3 separate regions of the Mus musculus genome follow, and regions 1 and 2 are each linked to region 3. The links are chromatin contacts, called in public Hi-C and HiChIP or PLAC-seq maps. All regions are on one chromosome and are shown on one strand. The core of a region is the stretch at or near the end of the contact, and the rest is flanking DNA. Distances in the headings are between cores, read along the strand shown. Region 1 overlaps Atf7 (activating transcription factor 7). Region 2 holds the start of Rarg (retinoic acid receptor, gamma). Region 3 holds the start of Prr13 (proline rich 13).

Region 1 (4,398 bases), core at 1,872-4,371, 150 kb before region 3:
CTTGTAAGTAATTTTTTTTAACTGCCATGAGCCCTCTGAAAGAGTCTTAGAGATCCATGAGTGATCCTGAAGCCACTTGGAGAACTGCTGACTTACAGACTTGTGAATACAGCTGCTTTCCAAATGGAAGTATCAGAAGCTTTCCAACTTCTTTTTTCCTTTTTGGTTTTTCGAGACAGGGTTTCTCTGTGTAGCCCTGTCTGTCCTGGAACTCACTCTGTAGACCAGGCTGGCCTCGAACTCAGAAATCCACCTACCTCTGCCTCCCAAGTGTTGAGATTAAAGGCGTGTGCCACCACTGCCTGGCGCTTTCCAACCTTCTTAATGATTCTCAAATACTGGTCATCAAAATTTCCCAAGGTATTTTTAAATTTTTAATTACTTAGTTAAATTTTTAGATAGTCCCAGGTATCCCAGGCCATCCTCAAGTCCATGTATGTAGCTGAGGATGAACTTTCTGTCCCTCCTGGCTCCATCCTCTCACGGTTGTGCCTCTAGCTTGAGCCACCACATCTGGTTTATGGTTTTATGGAGATTAAACCTAGAGTCCTTTGTATGCTAAGCAAACACTTTGCCAATTGACCTATATCTCCATTCCTGTTTTATTTTATAATGAGCTAGCATCCATCGTAGTTAGGCCTCATTAGCCACACTGAAATCATATACAACCTTATTTTAATTTGTATGTTGCCGGTTATTGAATCCAGCACCTTATAGTAGGCAAATAGTCTACAAGTGAGCCACGTTTCCATATAACACCCCCCCACACTTGGTTGTGTGTAGCTGTGGGTGTTTGTAGGGGTGTAAGAAAGACAGACAGACTCCAGTTTTTGCTTTGGGTTTTAAAATATATTTATATGGGGCTGGAGAGATGGCTCAGCGGTTAAAAGTGCCAACTGCTCTTCCAGAGGTCCTGAGTTCAAATCCCAGCAACCACATAGTGGCTCATAACCACCCGTAATGAGATCTGACATCCTCTGGTGTGTCTGAAGACAGCTACAGTGTACTTTCATATAGTAATAAATAAATGTTAAAAAATATATATATATATATATATATTTATATGATGTTGTGTATGTACATGCATGTGTTACAATGCATTTGTGAATGTCAGTAGACGACTTTGGAGAATAGGTTCTCTCCACTATGAGTTCTAGGGATTGAACTCAGGTTGTCAAATTTACACTGTGTTTTAGTTTCGTTTTTGATGCTGTGATAGTCTATAAGCAACATAGGGGAGGATAATCACTTACTGAGGTATGTCAAGGACAGGAACTTGAAGGCAGGCCTGTTTGCTGTTTCACACAGCAACTACCCTTATAGCCAAAGAAGTACAGCAGGAACAATGAAGAATACTTCCTGCTAGTTGGCTTGCAGGCCAGCTTACACTCAGCTAGCTTTTTGTTTGTTTTAAGATTTATTTATTTTATGAGTTCTCTATCTGGATGTACCTTATAGATGGTTGTGAGCCAACATGTGGTTGTTGGGAATTAAACTCAGGACCTCTGGAAGAGCAGCAAGTGCTCTTAACCACTGAACCAGCTCTCAGCTAGTTCCCCCCCACACACATTTTTTTATTAGATATTTTCTTCATTTACATTTCAAATGCTATCCCAAAAGTCCCCTATATCATCCCCCCGCCCTGCTCCCCGACCCACTCACTCCCACTTCTTGGCCCTGGCGTTCCTCTGTACTGGGGCATATAAAGTTTGCAAGACCAAGGGGCCTCTCTTCCCAATGATGGCCAACTAGGCCATCTTCTGCTACATATGCAGCTAGAGACAGGAGCTCTGGGGGTACTGATTAGTTCATATTGTTGTTCCACCTATAGGGTTGTAGACCCCTTTGGCTCCTGGGTACTTTCTCTAGCTCCTGTATTGGGGGCCCTGTGTTCCATCCTATAGATGACTGTGAGCATCCACTTCTGTATTTGCCGGGCACTGGCAAAGCCTCACAGAAGACAGCTATATCAGGGTCCCTTCAGCAAAATCTTGCTGGCATATGCAATAGTGTCTGGGTTTGGTGGCTGATTATGGGATGGACCCCTGGGTGGGTCAGTCTCTGGATGGTCCATCCTTCCAGCTAGTTTTCTTACATTAGTTAGGACTACTTGCCTATCTGTAATAGAGCCTACAATGGGCTATTCAATTAAGCCAAGATAACCCCGCCCCCAGATGTACTTGAGGCTGTTCTGACCTAGGAATTCCTCAGTTAAGGGTGTTGTCTGGCTGGAGAGATGGCTCAGCAGTCTGCTCTTCCAGAGGTCCTTAGTTCTAAACCCAGCAACTATCTGTAATGAGATCTGATGTCCTCTTTTGGTGTGTCTGAAGACAGCTACAGTGTATTTATGTATAATAAATAAATCTTAAAAAAAAAAGGCTGTCTTCTCACTGATTCTAAGCTGTGTCCAGTTGACAGTTTAAAAGTAACCAGAATACATAGCTTCTTTCATCAACCCCAATGTCTCACTTTGTAACCCAGGCTGTCCTCATGCTTGCAATTCTCCTGCCTCAGGTTCTCTCCTAAATGTTGGGATTTCGTAAGTTCTTGGGGCTCAGTGCTAAGATCTTTTACAAGATACCCAAGTGATTATGAAGTGCTTAAAAACTATTGTGCTACCTTACCTTAGTTAGTTAATTTTAGATTTTTTTAATGTATTTGAATAGTTTCCCTATAAATTAAGTAAGCCTTATTTTATTTAACAGTCTTCTCAAAGTGCAAGAGGTTTGAAAAGATGTACAGGACATTATATACTGAAGAATGGGCTGAGGACTTAGCTCAGTTGGTAGAATACTTGCCTAGCAGGTCCTGGTTTCCATCCCTAACACCACATAAAAGAACTCAGGAGGATGAAAAGTTCAAATTTGCTTTGGCTACATAGCAAATTTGAGGCCAGCCTGGGATACTTGAGACCTTGTTGCAAAACAAAAACAAAGGCTGGCTGTGGTATACACACCTTTACCCTTTAATCCACAACACTTAAAAGGAGAGTCAAGAAGATATGAGTTCAAGACCAGCCTGATTTACATAGTGAGTTCCAGGCTGGCCAAGACTGTAAAAGCTGCCTCTCCTCTGTGGCCATGCTGCAGAACATATAGGAAAAGCAGTGTTTGTAGCAGTTGGTGCTGTTATAGTTAGGAGTCCTCTGCTGTGAGTCTTGGATGTTTTCCTGTAAGGGAAAACTGTTGTACTTAATTTCCTTGATTCTTCAAGCTTGTGGTAATAGGGTCTGGTTGTCAGCATAGCACTTGTTAAGGCTGAGGCAGGAGAAGCAAGAGCTTGAACTGAGCGAGTGCTTCGGAGTAAGTCCATACCAGCTTGGCCTTCACAGTGAAAGCCTGAAAAAAGAAAAAAATAAAAAAAAAAAAAAAGAAGAAAAAAATTTGATAAAAAAATTCAAGAACTTGTACTCAGATTCATGTTTCTGGAGATTTGTTTATTAAGCATACAAGAAACCCCTGTTGAGTGCTACATTGTACTATGTACTGCAGCTATAAGAAGTTGTATAACATGGCAAGTTTCACACTTTTAGAAGTTACAAAACATTTTGTTGTTCCTTTTGTTTGGAGTACCTGAGAACAAATAACTAGAATTCATACTACCCTCAACACCTTTATTCCTAATTTGCCAATTTTTTTATAACTGTGTTTTTTTTTCCCCAGAAGCCTCTTAGCAAAGAATTTTACAAAATCCTAGTATAGGAAGGATGTAGTGGTGCAAGCCTGTAATCCCAGGCAGAGATGAGGCAGATTGCAAACTTGAGGACAGTTGGGACAAAATGGGGAGACCCTTTCTCAAACAAGCAAACAGGAAACAAATACAAAGCTTAGGAAGATGGCTCATTCAGTAATGTGCTTGCTGTGTAAGCATGAGGGCCCCCAGGTGAGGCAGCACACATCTGTAACTTGGGTGGCAGTGTGGGGGAGGACATGGACAGAGGGAACTGGCAGATCCCTGGCGCTCACTGGCACTGTAGTCTGACTTCCACACACATACACACATGCCACATGAAGACATACATATACCACTTCCATACACATACATACATGCAAATATAAAACAAACCAATTTTGGTATGAAACAATAAGGCTAATTTGTTTAAGACTATAGTAGTCTGGGCTGGAGAGCTGGCACAGTGGTTAAGAGCACTTGCTGCCCTTCCAGAGGTCCTGAGTTCAATTCCCAACAACTATATGATGGCTCACAACCATCTGTCATGGGATCTGACACCCTCTTCTGGTGTGTCTGAAGACAACTACAGTGTACTCATATAAGTAAAATAAATAAATGAATCTTAAAACAAACAAAAAGATTATAATAGTCTATGTGGTTTTACATCATCCTTTTGAGTCAGTTGATTTACCTACTGGCAAGATAATGTATGCTGAACTATGGTAA
Region 2 (4,318 bases), core at 1,270-3,769, 200 kb after region 3:
TGCTCCAAGGCGATGGGGTGGGAAGGGATTTCAATGCACACTGGATTTGCTTTTTTTTTTTTTGACTACTATCGAGGTTGAACATATTTTCCAGTGTTTCTCGGCCATTTGTATTTGTCTTTTGAGACTAGCCTGTTCATTTCATCAGCCTGTTCACTGTTGAGTTCTTTCTCTAGCTATTCCTCTTGTTAGACACATGGCTGGCAAAGGCTCTCCTGCTGCTCTGTGGCTGTCTCCCCACTTGGTTGATTACCAGTCTCCTTTGCTGTATAGAAGCTCTCTGCTTTCATGAGGGCCCTCATGCTACAGCCTGCTGAGTAGCTGGGATTAAGGCCCCTGCCACCAGGCCCTGTCTGTTGTGGCTAATTGATTCTGTGTACAACTCCAGTGACTGGGTTTGGTGAGGGGGCAGAGACAATTACTGGATGAGAGGGGTTGGCAAGTATTCTTGGACAGCATCACCTCTCCCCCCCCAACACTTCCCCCTCCAGTCATAGGAACGAGGAAGTTTCGAGGAAGTAGTTATAGTAACCAGGATGGATAATAAATGAACAAACCCACCCACCACAGAGACAGAGACATATGGACAGATCAAGACAAAGGGAACAGGAAAACAATGGGATTTTAAACTTATTGTCCTCTTGGATGCTCTCCCATATTTGTCCCCCCTCTCATCCCACTAACTGTTCCATCCCTATCTGCTACCCCAAGCTGCAGTCTCAGGGTTCCGATGCTTGGTCTCTGGGTCAAGTCCCTGAAGGGAAGAACCAGTGCAGAGAGCTGAGCAGGGTGGTGCCTGGGTCTGTGTCCCAGTGCCTGGGCAGGAAGGGAATGGTGCCCAAGCCTGGTTCATGAGGACAGGAGACTCATTCACTGTAAACCAACTACAGATGTGCCGGGGTGGGGTGGGGAGGGGGATTAGGGCCACATTCCCAAACCGCAGCTGGGCCCGCCCCTCCTTCCGCCAGCCACCACCAGGGCAGGGCAGGAGGGGTTAATTTTGCAGCCTCCTGGCAGGATCCCTGCCACACAGGCAGCTCACTATCCCACCCCAGCCTGAATGCCAGGGTCCAACTCCCGGACACACACCCCTCCCACACTGCTAAGAGCTGCTCCCAGGGTAACCGGCAAAGTCAACAGCAGTCAGGCCACCTGGGGACGGGACCCTGGAGTACCTATTCCCAGCCCTGGAGCGAAAGGCAGAGTTTCGTCTGTGCTCCCCCCCTTCCTCCCCCACAACGTCTCTGGTCTCTTGGGATTGCCACAGCAAGCCTCTCTTTCCCCTTCTCCTTTAGCTGATAATGGCTACCCAGAAAAGCCTTTCCCAGGAGGGGGATGCCTGGCCCCTAGGGTGACAGCAAGACCAGAGCTGAGTAATTCCAAAGTGGAAAATGTGATGTGATTCAGGGGCCCATTCCCCAGGTGCTGGCCACTCTGGGAGCGTTGCTGAGGATGGTCCTTTGGGCTAGTGCCTGGCCCAGCCCGTCCAATGAGCTTTCTCCTCTTCTGGAGTCGTGACCATCCCTGTGAGAGTGCATAGGACTTCACTTTTCTCTGGCTCTGTGCTCTGTGGTATAAAGTCAAACTATTGGCTTCCCTCTCTAGGTTCGAGAGCCTTTCAGCCTCGGTTTGTTTGGAGACAGAGAATATCCCTATTAGACACAGACTTTGGGCTTCTAGAGACCCAGCGTCAACAACATTCGTGGCGCATCTACCAGGCAGCCAGGCAGGCCTCGCTGGCTGAGCCAGACACACACCCTCGCCTGGGCTTTCTCCCTCACACCCAGCGCAAGGCTCCTCCCATCCCCCCTCCTCCCTAAAGTTCTTTCAGCCCTCCTCCCAGCCAGCCTCTCCCCCTCTAAATCCAAGTCTAAAGGTGGGGACGATATTGGCAGCGAGAGACCCACGCGCTTTAACTCCTGGAGTCAACTTCAGGCAGAATGAGAGGGAGGAAGCCTGTGAACCCAATTCGTAGCACCTTCATCGTAACCCCCACTAGTTAAACCAGTTTGCTCCTAGGCCATAGGACAGAGAAGGCCAGAGGAAGGGATACTGCTTTGACCTGCAGGTGGAGGTTAACTAAGAAAAGGGGACAGTGCCTTCTCCTCTGGTATACTCCTGCCCCATCACTCCACGTCTTGGCAGTGTCCAAGTCTCTCACTGCCTACCCTGGGAGGTACCAGAGACCGGCCTGGCAGAATACAGCGTGGCTAAAGACAACTCAGTCTCCCCAAATGGCTGGAAGGGGGATAGCGCCAGAGAGAAAGGGTTGGCATCATGGAGCCCAGGACACTGACCTCTGCCAGCTCTGCCCGGCCTCCCGGGGATGGAGCCACGGAAGCCTAGCAAATGGGAGGGGCAGAGACCCAGGCGTCCTGGGCCGCCCCGCCCAGTCCTCCCCCCCCCCAGCCACCACCCCCCCCAGCCCCAGGGCACCGAGGAGGGAGCCGGGCAGGGGCAGGCGGCAGGGGAGGGAGGAGCGAGGGCGGGAGGAGGAGGAGGGAGCCAGGCAGGGAGGGAGGTGGGGGGGGTAGGGAGGGAGAAAAAGAAAGAAAATATTTTCCGTGTCCCCGCCTGCGGAGTCAGTGTGCGGTTTGGGAGAAAATGTGTCGGATATTTTGGGGCGGTCACGTGGGCGGGCGGGCTCCGAGAGGCCCCGGGATTGTCCCAGCCTAGAGCCGTGCCCCCCTGAAGCCCCCCATTACCGCGAGTCACTAACACCGCGGTGCTCCATCCCCGAGACCGCCCGACGCCGGGACCTCGGGGCTCTGCGGCCTTCCTTCCCCCGCCCTCCCCTCCAGGTGAGTCAGGCGGGGAAGCCGGCTCGCCCGCCTGGCCGCCCTCCGGCCGCGGACGCCGGGGCTCCTCTGCTGAAATGAGCCAGGGGCGGGGGCGTCGGGAGCCTTGGGGTCCTTTCCCTCCGGGGGTGGCCAAGCTGTTAGCCGAGCTTATGCGGAGGCTTCCTGCCCCAAGTTGGGGTCAGTCGTGACCCGGGAAGAGAAAGGGGAGATTTTTTTTTAGACAGACTGAGGATGGGCCGGGTTGTCTGCCCTTGATTTTGGTGAGTATTGAAGGAGAGCATTTAGGAAAGTCTTGGGCAAGCGAACCAATGTTCCTGTACTCGGAATGTCAGAGAAGACGGGTTTTCCTCCTCTGGGAAAGGATGGCATTCTTCCACCGGAGTGGGGCGGGGGCATACTGAAGGGTGGATCTGATGGTCCAAGTACCCTTTCTCCAGTGGATTGGCAGGGCTCTGTATGGGGACTAGGAAAGCTCTAGCAAGTGTCTAGGTGGGTAAAGTGGTCTGTGGAGTTTGGACTGCAGAACCTGGATTCTCTCTGATCTATCCCTTACTGCACAAGTGAGCCAATGAAGGGGAGCTCTTTTAGAATATTCTCAAGGGGAGGCCCCAGTGGAACAAAGCTAGAGTTATAACGCCCGGACAGGTTCAGGAGAGCCCCTGTCCTGGAGTGCCACTGACAGCGCCTCTTTCCTTTCCAGCAGTTTCCACCAGGTCCCTCACCTCAGCCTGGCCCAGTATGTAGGAGGGACTCTCTGCAGAGGCCAGAGGGTAAGAATATGCTTAGTTGGTGGTCATGGGGATGGGGCAGCAGGGATGTCTGTCTCGGGGAGGGAACTCAAGGACAAAATGCTCAAATAATTCCCTCTTGTAGGGCTTAAACCCGGGGCAGTTGGGATCCTACTCCTCAAATTTGAGGCTTCTGCCCTTATGGTTATTCTTCGGGTACTGAGTTAGGGTTTGAGGACCACAGCCATTGTCAGTAAGGATACTTAGAGGGGGTCAAGGGGAGTGTGTGTCCAGGGTGCTCGGAGCTTGGTTATCCCAACACACACACACACACACACACACACACACACACACACACACACACACAGTGGCTTAGAACTGGTAGGCAGCATAGGACACGCCCCCCCAACCCCGGGGCACACCCCCACCTCTGGCTCAGAAAGCCACCTAACTGGCACCTCCAGTTCCCCCCTCGGCCCCACCCTGCCCGTGCCCTCTGATGCCCACACACATTCCACTGGCATTGCCTGCCTGCCTCCTGGGTACTGCCCCTCCCTGGGGCCAGTGGGGTAGAGGGAGGGCACCTGAGGATTCAAGGTGGAGAATCAAGGGTCTAGACTCCCCCAACAACGGCACGGAGCCAGGGAAGCTGGGTCCACTGCTGTCTCCTGGAGAACAGGCTTGGGGCTCAGGATAGGGCAGAGGATGCCTGGGTTCTCCTCCCATTCTGGAGATGGGGTCATGGAAAAAGGTGGTCGTGTTTATACAGAGGGGAGGGGGGCAGCGGGT
Region 3 (4,941 bases), core at 934-3,433:
AGACTGAGGTCTTCCTGAGTCCTCAGGGGAACTCCCCCCCTCACTAATGGGTTCCTGTGGAAGGACTGTACTGGTCTTGTGAAGGAAAATCCCCTTTCACCCCAGGCTTTGCTGGAGGCTGAGTCACAGAAGGCTCGTCCAGGGAATTAACTCAGTACCAGGGAATACTGAAGGAGATAAAGAAAATCCAGGAACTAAGGGCCATATGACCACTCAGTAAACTATTATGCTTTGTCACTGTGCTTTGTCACTCTTTTGACATTTAGACAACCTCAGTGGGTGTGTCCAATTTACCAAAGGATACACCCGGGGTGGGTGAGGGAAGTTACTGGGAAAGAGTTAGGTAAAGAAGGTCGAGGGCTTTTGGCACAGAAATCCTCCCCGCACCCCTTCACTTTTCCTTGGCAGATGGGAGTGATCTGATGCCTCAATATTACTAAACTCCTTTCAGGAGGATCCCCTTACTTAAAGGAAAAACCATCTACATCTGCTAAAGCGACAAGGTTGCGGGCTACCGCTCCCACACACCATCGCCTGTGCCCACAAACCGTGAAAGTCCTTCCCCAACTCCTGATCACCCCTGGTCCCTCTGAACGGAGCTCCTTCCCCAGCCAGGCTCCAGATGACACTGACCTTCCCGTGCTTGTGATGCTTGTGCGACTTCTTATGAGCTTTCTTCATTTTCTTCCGAGTCTTCTTGTCTATCACGATTCCGGGACCCACCATGCCAGGAGCCGGAGGATTCACGGGGCACATGCCAGGAGCAGGTGGTGGGTATGGGGGAGGGTAGGGACCTGAGGGTTGGTATCCTGGACACCCTGGTTGTGGTACAGGATAAGGGGGACGACACGGAGGGAAAGCTGGGTTTCCCTGGGGAATTCCGGGAGGACAGGGGCCAGGGGGAAAGGCAGGATTGAGAGGTGGTGGACAGGCAGGATTGGAACCTCCTGGGCACACAACTTGGGGTGGATATGGATTCGGTCCTGGAAGAAGAATCCGAGAATAAAGATTAGAACTGTCCGGAACCTCTATCAACACATAATACAAATCACTACCGTTCTTAAGCCTTATGGAAAGGCAGAACTTGGTAACTAGCAGTGGTCCGGTGGCTTTGCTTTTGCTTGGGGCTGCGGGGATAGATAGAAACTTCCTGTTTCATTGCAAAATGGGCTGGGGCAGGTCAGAGGAGAGCCCCCAGGAACTTACCAGCATTAGGATTCCACATGTCGAGATGTTAGCTCAAGCCTAGGAAGTAAACCAGGCAAAGTCTGAAGGTTCCAGGAAGGGAGGAGGATTTTCGAGAACCCGAGCCCCACCCTACAGCCTCCACCCTACCAAGACTCTCACAGATAAACCTCCACTTAAAAATGGGCTGCACTCTGGAAACAGAGGCAGGTGGATCTCTGAGTTCCAGACCAGCCTGGTCGAAAAAGAGTTACAGGACAGCTAGAGCTACCCTGTGTCAAACCCAAAACAAAAGGAAATGAAAAAAAGTTCCCTGCTGGGCGTGGGGGTGCACACCTTTAATACCAGCACTTGGGAGGCAGAGGCAGGCGAATGAGGCCAGCCTGGTCTACAAAGTAAGTTCCAGGACAGCTGGAGCTATACAGAGAAACCCTGTCTCGAAATAACAAAAACAAACAAACAAACAAAAACAAAACAAAAAAAAAAGTTCCCTTTTTCTTTCCCGCATCCTCATAGCCTACTCTAGCCCAGGATTTAAATCACAGGAACTCTCTTCCCAGGGCCCCTCCCACTTTCACTATCTCACCTGGATGGAGAAGTCTCATTTCCCTCTCCCTGGAAAGGGACCGGAGGCCTTTAAGCATCCGTAGTGTGAGATGGGACCTAAACTCCCTGCTCGCCCCGGGGGCACCCCTGAAGTGAAGCTAAAATAAACAAATAAATAAAAATAAATAAATAAACAAACAAATAATCCCATCCTGAATATCAAGAAAGACACTCCAGGTCCCAAAACTCTTAGAACACACACACAACCCCCAAAGAGCAAATGGAGTTCTTAGTTCTCAGGAATAAATGGATCCCTGGCCCAGCTAAGAGGAGAGATGGAATTTGGGAGGCCAGATGCCCTGTCACCTTCCCAGATCGCCAGCCCGCTCCTGTCCTCCTTCTCAGTCTGGGTTCGCACTTCCTGGTCACTCCTATTCATTCTATACTTCCGCACCGCCCCTGTGACCTAGTTAATAATTATGTGATCACTTTGACACGATGATTGGAGAACTGACTTGTCAATCGCTGTGGTCCAACTAAACAAGGAGGAAACCGTTGCGCTGGCCGCCAGGCGGAGCCTTAGGGAGAAAACATTGCGTTGTGAAATACATACAGGTGAAATACGGAGACGCAGCGGAAATGCTCCTTAGGGCGGGACCGAGGCGGGGTCAGCTCCAAGCAAGGACCTGAGCCAACGAGATAAACTCTCACTGTTTTTTTTTGTTGTTGTTTTGCTTAAATTTTAAGATTTTTTTTTTTAATGTGTATGAGTGTTTTGCCTCAGTGTATGTGCACCAAGTGCCTGCTTGATGGGTAGACTTGTCTGTAACCTAGCATTTTGGAAATGGAGGAAGAGAATCAGAATTTAAAGACAATATTAGCTTCTTAGGGAACCCTACATAAAACCTCAGAGAGAGCTCTGTCATGATGGCACAACACCTTTAGTCCCTGAACTCAGGAGGCAGAGGCAGGTGAATCTCTGAGTTTGAAACCAGCATGGTCTGCATAGTGAGTTCCAAGACAGCCAGAGCCACACAGACCAGCCCTGTCTCTGACTCGGAAAATAACAACAAAAACAAACAAACAAAAAAAGGCCTCAGAGAACAAAAGGAGGAAGTTCTGCTGAGTCCCAGCCCTGGGCTTCAATGTTGCCAGCTGCTAGAACCACAGCCTGTGGTTCTTTTTTTGTAGAAAGATAAGAGACAGGGTTTCAATGTGTTCAGCAGATGGTGCAGTTATAGTTTCATGTCATTGTTCTGGGTAACTAAGTGAATTCATTTTTGGTTTTGATGTTTTTGAGACAATCTACCAGTATGACTTGGGTTGACTTTGGATGAAAAGCAGTCATCCCATATCTCTCTCTCTCTCTCTCTCTCTCTCTCTCTCTCTCTCTCTCGGGTGCTAGAAAAACAAAAGCAAGCCACAACTCTCAGAATTTTTTTTTTTTGGTTTTTCGAGACAGAGTTTCTCTGTATAGCCCTGGCTGTCCTGGAACTCACTTTGTAGACCAGGCTGGCCTCGAACTCAGAAATCCACCTGCCTCTGCCTCCCGAGTGCTAGGGTTAAAGGTGTGGGCCACCAAGCCCAGCTAACCCCAGCACTTTGCAGATAGGGCTTACAGGATCCTGAGTTCAAGGTCACCCTTGGCAACACAGAGAGTTTTAGGTCATCCTGCGCTACATGAGACCCTGTTCATAGATAAAATGATGAATAAATCAAGGACTTTCCCACAAGCCACACAAGGCCTGGACCTTAGCTGTCTACATTCCTCTCCCCACCCTCTACACTTTTATTTTATTTTATTTTATTTTATTTTATTTTATTTTTTTTTATTTTTTTTCCAAGACAGGGTATTCTCTGTATAGCCCTGGCTGTCCTGGAACTCACTCTGTAGACCAGGCTGGCCTCGAACTCAGAAATCCTCCTGCCTCTCCCTCCCGAGGGCTGGGATTAAAGGCATGCGCCACCATGCCCGGCACTTTTATTTATTTTTGAGACAGGATCTCACACTCAGTTTAGGATGGCCTCAGCCTGCTATGTTGCCAAGATGATCTCAAACTTTTACAAATATTTACAACAATTTTTATTAGGTGTGATAACTATTCTTGGTTGTCGGGACACACCTTTTTTTTTTTCTTCTTAACCTGAAGTAGGTGAATAGATTACTTAATCTAGATTTTGAAGTGGGAAGACACACCTCTAACCTGGGCCATACCATCTGCTGGAAACCTAGATAAGGACACTGAAGAAGGACACTTTGCTCTTGGCCAGTTTGTTCTCTCCTGGAAAGGAAAGTCCATTTCTTTACCGGCATTAAAGCCTAGTTCTTTGGGAGTCCACCATGTACTGAAGACATCCAAGCACGTGGACTGTACTGGACTGTTGGACTTCCTGCTTACAGCCAGTCATTGTTGGATTTGCTGGGTTGCAGCCTGTAAATCATTCTAATAAATCCTGCTTACCTGCATCTATATCTCTGCCTATATATTTATAGATAGAAATTAATACATTAGGGTAAGATGAAAATTTATTCTTTTTTTTTTTTTTTTTTTGCTTTTTCCGAGACAGGGTTTCTCTGCGTAGCCCTGGCTGTCCTGGAACTCACTTTGTAGACCAGGCTGGCCTCGAACTCAGAAATCTGCCTGCCTCTGCCTCCAAAGTGCTGGGATTAAAGGCGTGTGCCACCACGCCTGGCTTGAAAATTTATTCTTAATGTATACATTCGGGGATGTATAAGAGTACACTGAAGCCATTTTCAGAAACACCAGGAGAGGGTAATCAGATCCCATTACAGATGGTTGTGAGCCACCGTGTGGTTGTTGGGGGTTGAACTCAGGACCTCTGGAAGAGTGGTCATTGCTCTTAACTGTTGAGCCATCTCTCCATCCCAAAATTGTATTCTTAATGTATAGAATATGAAGGAAAACATATATATTTATTTTTTTAAAGAAAGCTTTTTAAAATATATGAAATGCTTCCCAACTTTGTGGGTTACCCTTGTACAGGGACAACAATAATCTCTGTATTGTTTTAATTTAGTGTTTGTGCTGTAGAAGCAATGTAGTATATGTGCTGTTTGTCTGTCTGTTCGTCTGTATGTGCACCTGTGCATGGAGGTGCCCACAGAGGCCCGAAGAGGGCCTCGGGTACCCTAGAGCGAGAATTATGGGCATCTGTGAACTTGCTAATAGGAGCACTGGAAACTAAACC

What was found. Hi-C and Micro-C count contacts between places; a contact is called where the count stands out from the background. HiChIP or PLAC-seq counts read pairs in DNA pulled down with a chosen protein or histone mark.
Region 1: a contact with region 3 is called in a Hi-C map of the P5424 cell line, with 3 times the contacts expected there. The contact joins the enhancer-like site here to the promoter of Prr13 in region 3. A contact is called at or near these places in 5 of 39 promoter capture datasets (the C10 cell line, cranial neural crest, frontonasal cranial neural crest and 2 more), 6 of 484 Hi-C or Micro-C datasets (CD4 T cells, the N1E-115 cell line, the P5424 cell line and 3 more), 3 of 115 datasets of contacts at active chromatin or transcription factors (the 230-238 cell line, embryonic limb bud and embryonic stem cells) and 3 of 9 other capture datasets (adipose tissue, liver and pancreatic islet).
Region 2: a contact with region 3 is called in an HNF4G HiChIP or PLAC-seq map of pancreatic cancer cells. The contact joins the promoter of Rarg here to the promoter of Prr13 in region 3. A contact is called at or near these places in 20 of 39 promoter capture datasets (the 3T3-L1 cell line, 3T3-L1-derived adipocytes, the C10 cell line and 13 more), 4 of 484 Hi-C or Micro-C datasets (the G1E-ER4 cell line, bone marrow-derived macrophages, embryonic stem cells and 1 more), 4 of 115 datasets of contacts at active chromatin or transcription factors (the SCID.adh cell line, bone marrow-derived macrophages, microglia and 1 more) and 4 of 9 other capture datasets (adipose tissue, liver, macrophages and 1 more).

Annotation. Positions count from the first base shown.
Region 1 is chr15:102,606,559-102,610,956 of GRCm38.p6, reverse strand. The region is part of intron 1 of Atf7 (activating transcription factor 7); the gene reads left to right. LOC105246046 (a long non-coding RNA gene) reads right to left here. Exons shown (of 2, transcript NR_155446.1): 2 at 2,946-3,338. Among named protein-coding and RNA genes, the nearest start is that of Atf7, 17 kb to the left of the region's middle. Within about 2 kb of position 3,121, at least 9 of the 459 cell types and tissues checked have an H3K27ac peak or open chromatin away from gene starts, as enhancers often do. A contact at or near this core is called in the P5424 cell line, where this site is marked.
Region 2 is chr15:102,255,723-102,260,040 of GRCm38.p6, reverse strand. It overlaps Rarg (retinoic acid receptor, gamma), which reads left to right and starts at 2,519. Exons shown (of 10, transcript NM_011244.4): 1 at 2,519-2,801; 2 at 3,502-3,571.
Region 3 is chr15:102,456,412-102,461,352 of GRCm38.p6, reverse strand. Prr13 (proline rich 13) reads right to left here and starts at 2,183. Exons shown (of 4, transcript NM_001170911.1): 1 at 2,098-2,183; 2 at 1,207-1,245; 3 at 634-983. The coding sequence starts at 1,225. It also overlaps the pseudogene Gm24128.